Linked DNA regions of Bos taurus: region 1 is linked to region 2. Evidence: chromatin contacts called from public Hi-C data. All regions are on one chromosome and are shown on one strand. The core of a region is the stretch at or near the end of the contact, and the rest is flanking DNA. Distances in the headings are between cores, read along the strand shown. Region 1 has its middle 12 kb from the start of NCF2. Region 2 holds the start of SMG7 (SMG7 nonsense mediated mRNA decay factor).

Region 1 (2,700 bases), core at 115-2,614, 130 kb after region 2:
TCAAATCCCGCTCTGTCTTGTACTACCTAAGCCAACTTTCGTTAAGTCATGCCAGTTCTCAAGAGCTCAGTTTCCACATCTGCAAAATGGTTCTAAGAACAATGCCTTAGAGACTGAAATGAAATTCCATATAAAAGTGGCACACAGCTACTCATAGGCGGTGGATGCTTTCGGATTTCCAGATTCATGACAGAAAAGTAAACAAACAATCTTTGTTTGCCTCGTGAGGTGCTGATCCCCTGTTGTGACATTCCCACCTCCCACTCCAGGCTGCTGTGAGCAAAAGCCTCTCAGCATGCCGGCACCACCTCCTTAGCCAGACCCTTGGACACCCAGTCCCACTCTGTCCCAACTCTAAGCGGTTTTCTCTCAGTTTCTAGTTTGCCGGCTCACAGCTCTGTAGCTGTTTCCTCCTTAGAAATTCCTAGCACACAAAAGCTTTGCAGAATGCTTTACGACGCCAAGGTACAATCAAAGGCATAAAATTTGTGACACTCTGTCCAGAGTCATCAAAGCCTGAGAAAGTCCCCTTTTATACAAAATGGTGGACTTCCTGCTTTAGAATGTATCATAATTTTCCACTGAAAAGAGATTTTCATCCTTCGTTCTCTCCCTCTTTCCACTGTCTGCTTACAAACTGTAGGTGAGACATCTATTTCTTGCAGCCACTGTCCTTCCAGACCCTGTCTTGCTTTCTCCTTCCATCTCTGTCTACTGGGACACAAAACCCTGGGAGGAAGATGGGGGAATAAGGAGTTTTGAAGTCTGGAGAAGTGGTTCTTATCTGGGCAACAAAACATCAAGAAGCTATTGTATTTGAAAAAGAATAGATATATGTGTGTGTGTAACTGAATCACTTTGTGCTGTACACCGGAAACTAACACAACATTGTGTATCAACTATATTCCAATGTAAAATAAAAACGAGAAAAAGAGGCTACTGTAATATCTCAGGCAATCAAGAGTAATGCTAAAGCAGCTGCAAGAAGAGGAAAGGAGAGAATAAATGCCAAAGACAATTTGGTTCTGCTCATGGAGACAAAGAGGAGGAGGAATCCAAGATCAAGGAGTCCCCGGGGTTTTCAGCCAGACTGATTGGGAGGCTGTTGTCACGGTGGCTGCCACAGGAAGTGGAGGAGACAGAGAGGTAATTCATCCGCTCCCACAGGTTTATGCAAATAACTCTCAGAGTGAGAGTGTTTCTGGCCACACTGTCTCTGCGAAGCATAAATCTGAGATGGGCTGATACGGCTTAAGAAAATGAGGGTTGAGCTTTAGAGAATTTCTAGGTAAGACAGGTGGAGTCAGTGGAATGTCCAGTGAGCCAGTGTTCAGGGAGACGGGGAAGAGTCTGGGTGACGCAGTCACACACGTCAGGAGGTGAAACCCTTCAAGGAGGTGGTGAAGGAGGCTGAGGGCCGAGGGCACTGCCAGAGCTGGGGCCTTTCACAGGAGGCAGAAGTCAGGTTGTGAGGGGCTGAGGAGACGAGGGAAAGCAAGGGGCTAAGGCCGTGCCTCATAGCATGTTGGGGGGGTATCCTAGTTCCTCCACCAAGGATCAAACCAGTGCCCCTTGCCGTGGAAGCATGGAGTCCTAACCACTGGATCTCCAGGAAGCCTTAAACACATAGGCTTGATGCTCTGAACATGTGGGAGGAGTGGCATTGCCCTGGGACTTCAGCCCACACCCCCTTGCCCTAAGGTTCGTGAGCCCCACCAGATTCAAGAGTCTTTCTGAAACCCTGCTCAGTCTGTAGTAACAACTCTCCCCTGATGAAATTTTGTTTTGTTGTGTTTTGTTTTTTCCTTCTTCTCCTTGCTGCATAAGCCCTAGCTGCCTTCCTCCTGAACAGAACTGAGCAGCTAAATTAGCCTAAAGAAACCCCAGCCCATTTCCACAATTGCACCAAACAGGCCAAGAAAACACCCAGGGTTGCAAAGAAGGGCTTAGTGACAAGCAGTCAGGATTCTGACTTCTCCAGAGCTCACCTGCCCTGGGGGGTGGGTGGGGGCGTCATGGTCTGAGACAGACTTTTCCCACATGCACCTCCTCCCCTCTGGACACAGAGTCTGAGGCGCCAGGCTTCTCAAGCAGTGTGGATGTGGAGGAGGGGTAATGACAGCAAGAAAATCAGGAAAGAAAGGGCTGAGTCCAGTGACCCACGGAGAGTATACTGTTCTCAGATCTTTGTCAGAAATGAACAGGACCCGCCTAGTCCCTTCTACCACCTCTCCTTCCCAGTATGCCTGCCTATTTGCTACTGTGGGTCCCCAAAGAGGAGTCCGAATCCATATTTGCCAGCTTCCCCCTGAGGACAAATAGGCATCTAATTGCTGTAGTTGCAGAGGCTGGAATCCTTCAGGGGTAAGAGGGGTGCTGGCAATTAATGCAAGAGTACTGGAGTGGGGTGCCATTGCCTTCTCCGAATAATCTAACAGTCACTCTCTATTGAGCTCTTACTGTTTGCCAAGCAAGTTCAAGCCCTTGGCTTGCATCATTTCATTCACTCCTCACCAAAACGCACTGTAGTAAAAGAAGCCGAGTCTTAGCTTCAGGAGTTTGTTCAGGGTTACAGAGCTCATCAATGACCAGGATTAAAACCCAGGTCTGTCTGACTTCAAAGGCAATTTATGCTCATTAAAGAAGAGGGGGGCTTCCCTGGTGGTCCAGTGGTTAAGAATCCACCTGCCAATGCAGGGG
Region 2 (2,700 bases), core at 26-2,525:
ATGGCTCGTGAAGGCAGAGCGGGGAACTCCCGAGGAGGCTCCGTCGCCGAGTGCGATTGCGGGGTGGGGTCTCGGGGATTTCTGTGAGGGGCCGACCCGCTGGGGAAAGTCGGCTGTCCCAGTCGGCAGAAGAGGGATCTCGGCAGTCGTGTGCCGTTCTCCTCCCTCAGGGACCCCGTCCTGGCGGGACCCCGCCTCCCAGAGCCCTCCCGGTGATGGGGAAACCCCTGGCCCGCCTCGCAGCCTAGCGCCGCCGCCTCGCCCAGTCGGCTCCAGCCCGCCGCCCACCAGCCTTCAGGCCCGGCATCTTTTTCGTAGGCCCGGCCCTCCCCGCGTCCGTCACCGAGAGGAAAACTATGGAGGCGGTTCCCGCCCGCAGGCGGGTGGAAAAGCCCATGGTGAATGCCTCGGGGTCTCCCCCATCGCTGCGGGAAAGGGAAAGGGGGGAGAAAATGAACCTCACTGCCCAGGAGAACTACCCGAATTCCCAACCTGGGGGAGGCCTTTATGATGGAAGAGAAGCCGAGGGGAAACCCTAGGCACTTTTCGGGGAATCCACTAAGCCAAGGGAGGGTCATTCAGCCTGCACACATTGGTTACTATGACAATACAGCTACAGCCTCCAGTTGCCTTGACAGCTGCTTATCCAATCCGATTGGTTTCTTTTCTCTCCATCCCTGGGCTCCACCCTAACCCCTCCAACAGTGTCCCTGCGTGCAGAGGGAGGGGCCCTAGAAAAGAGGAGGGGGTCCTTAGAGTCACTCTAGGGCGCGAGGGCGGACCAGAGACAAGGGACTGGGGGCCGGAACTGTAAGAGGAAGAGGCGCGTTTCCGGTCGGGAAGAGTGGAGGAAAGGAAAAAAGGAAGAGCGAAATCGGACGGAGTGGAAAGACGGGGGAAGACTTTGAGTGTAACTCCCGATTGATTTGGGCTCGATGTTCCCGGTGAGGCTGGGGTTGCCCCCTCGCGCGGGAGGAGAGGGGTGGGTTGGCCGGAAGCCGCCAAGCGCCTCCTGTGGGCCACTCAGCAGCCGCACAGGCGCCGCACGGCTAACTGATCCCAAGAGGGAGCCCTACACAGAGGCGGAAATCACCCGAAGGGACCGGCGCCGCTGAAATCTCGCGAGAGACCCCCCCCCCCACTTCCTTCCGCTGCTGTCCCTCTTTCCCCCGCCCCCATCCCTTCTCCCTTTCCCTCCCCCCTTCCCGGGTCGGAGTGTCCCTGCGCCCCAAGGGCCGGAGCAGCAGCGAGAGCAGCTTTCCCCGCTCCCTCCCACCTCGCCTTACTCACCCCCACCCCCCCGCCGAGCGAGGAGGAGCCGGAGGAGAGGAAGATGGCGGCGGCCGCCAGCACCCGTGGTGCCGCGGGGCCGCTCCGAGGAGCCTGAGAGACGCGCAGAGGCTTCGCGGAAAGACGCGGCGGCGGAGGATGAGCCTGCAGAGCGCGCAGTATCTCCGGTGAGTGTGGGGGCCGGCCCAGTACGGAGCCGGGGAGCGGGTCGAAGGTTGGGGGCACGGAGCAACAGACACAGAGGTGGTACGTCCGGGGTGGCGGGGGAGTTGCTGTGTCCTCTCTTTTCCCGGCTGGGAGGCGGGGGCTGCGAGAGGCTCGGCGGGAGGGGGCGGAGCGGGCACACTCTTGGGTGCCTATCCCCTCCGCGGGCCGGGCTGAGTTCCCGCGGAGCTGGCTGGTCTCGGTGCGGGGAAGGAGGTTAGGGAAGCGTGAGAACGTGTGTGTGTGCGCGCGCGCCCGGGGTCGCGGGCTCGCTGGCGAGTCGGGGCGGGGAGGCGCCCGGGGAGGCGGCGGCGACCCCGAATGGAGGTGGGTGTGGAGGGGTCTGATCCCGGCGGCGGGGAAACGTGGTGTGGTTGTGGGGCTGGAGCGATGGCTGGGGAGAAGGCCAGGTGGAAGTCTGCACACCTGGGGTGTGTGGGGAGGCCTAGAGGAGGGGGAGGCCGCCGGAAACTGGAGTTTGTTCATCGTTCTGGGGTTGGAAGTACTGAGAAATAATGTCATCCTTAGTTAGTTGGTGGGGTGGGAGTAGGGGGCATAGGGAAGGGAATGGATGAGGAAGTGAAGAAAGAAGGAGGTACTACGGCCGGGGTTGGATTCCCCAGAAGAAACTGGGTTAGAATCTGTCGGAAGATACCATTCGGAGAGTAGTGTAGATCCATTAAGAGTGGTGTAAAGAACTTGTATGTCGAGGTAGGGTGACGCATGGGTGCAGAGTGTGAGAATGTGATGTGTATCAGGGGAGGGTTTAGGGGGCGATTAATACACACTGGAGAAGGAAGATGCAGATTGGAACCAAGTACATGGTGGCGAGAGCGTATTGCACCAGCTATTGTGCAGCTTGGAAGGTTCCATGGAAGCAGAATAAGAGCTTGAAGGTAGAGATAAACGGGGGTCAAGATCCTGATGGCACAGGAAAATGAGATTGTTAAGAACCTAAGACTAAATGGGGAGTTGCTACTGCTTAGAAAAGGGGAAGGGAGACCCTGAAACAGGTCTTTTTGTCTTTCAGTAGCAAAACTAAGAATGGCAAACTTATGGTAAAATGATTTAAAAAGTGGTTTCATACCTTGTGGAGGAGGGAATTGGATGGGGTAGTAGTCTGAAATGAGCAGAAAAGTCATTTTAGCCATTTAGTGAAGTGAAAGTATTGGTGTGGGAGTGGATCCCTGCAAGAAAAGGTTTGTA

The links. Hi-C and Micro-C count contacts between places; a contact is called where the count stands out from the background.
Region 1: a contact with region 2 is called in a Hi-C map of an unstated tissue, with 3 times the contacts expected there. The contact joins the enhancer-like site here to the promoter of SMG7 in region 2. A contact is called at or near these places in 4 of 11 Hi-C or Micro-C datasets (liver, skeletal muscle and an unstated tissue).

The regions. Positions count from the first base shown.
Region 1 is chr16:64,648,912-64,651,611 of ARS-UCD2.0, forward strand. No RefSeq gene overlaps it. Among named protein-coding and RNA genes, the nearest start is that of NCF2, 12 kb to the left of the region's middle. Within about 2 kb of position 1,365, at least 17 of the 102 cell types and tissues checked have an H3K27ac peak or open chromatin away from gene starts, as enhancers often do.
Region 2 is chr16:64,517,203-64,519,902 of ARS-UCD2.0, forward strand. It overlaps SMG7 (SMG7 nonsense mediated mRNA decay factor), which reads left to right and starts at 1,276. Exons shown (of 22, transcript NM_001193205.3): 1 at 1,276-1,457. The coding sequence starts at 1,429. It also overlaps a transcript of NMNAT2 not described here.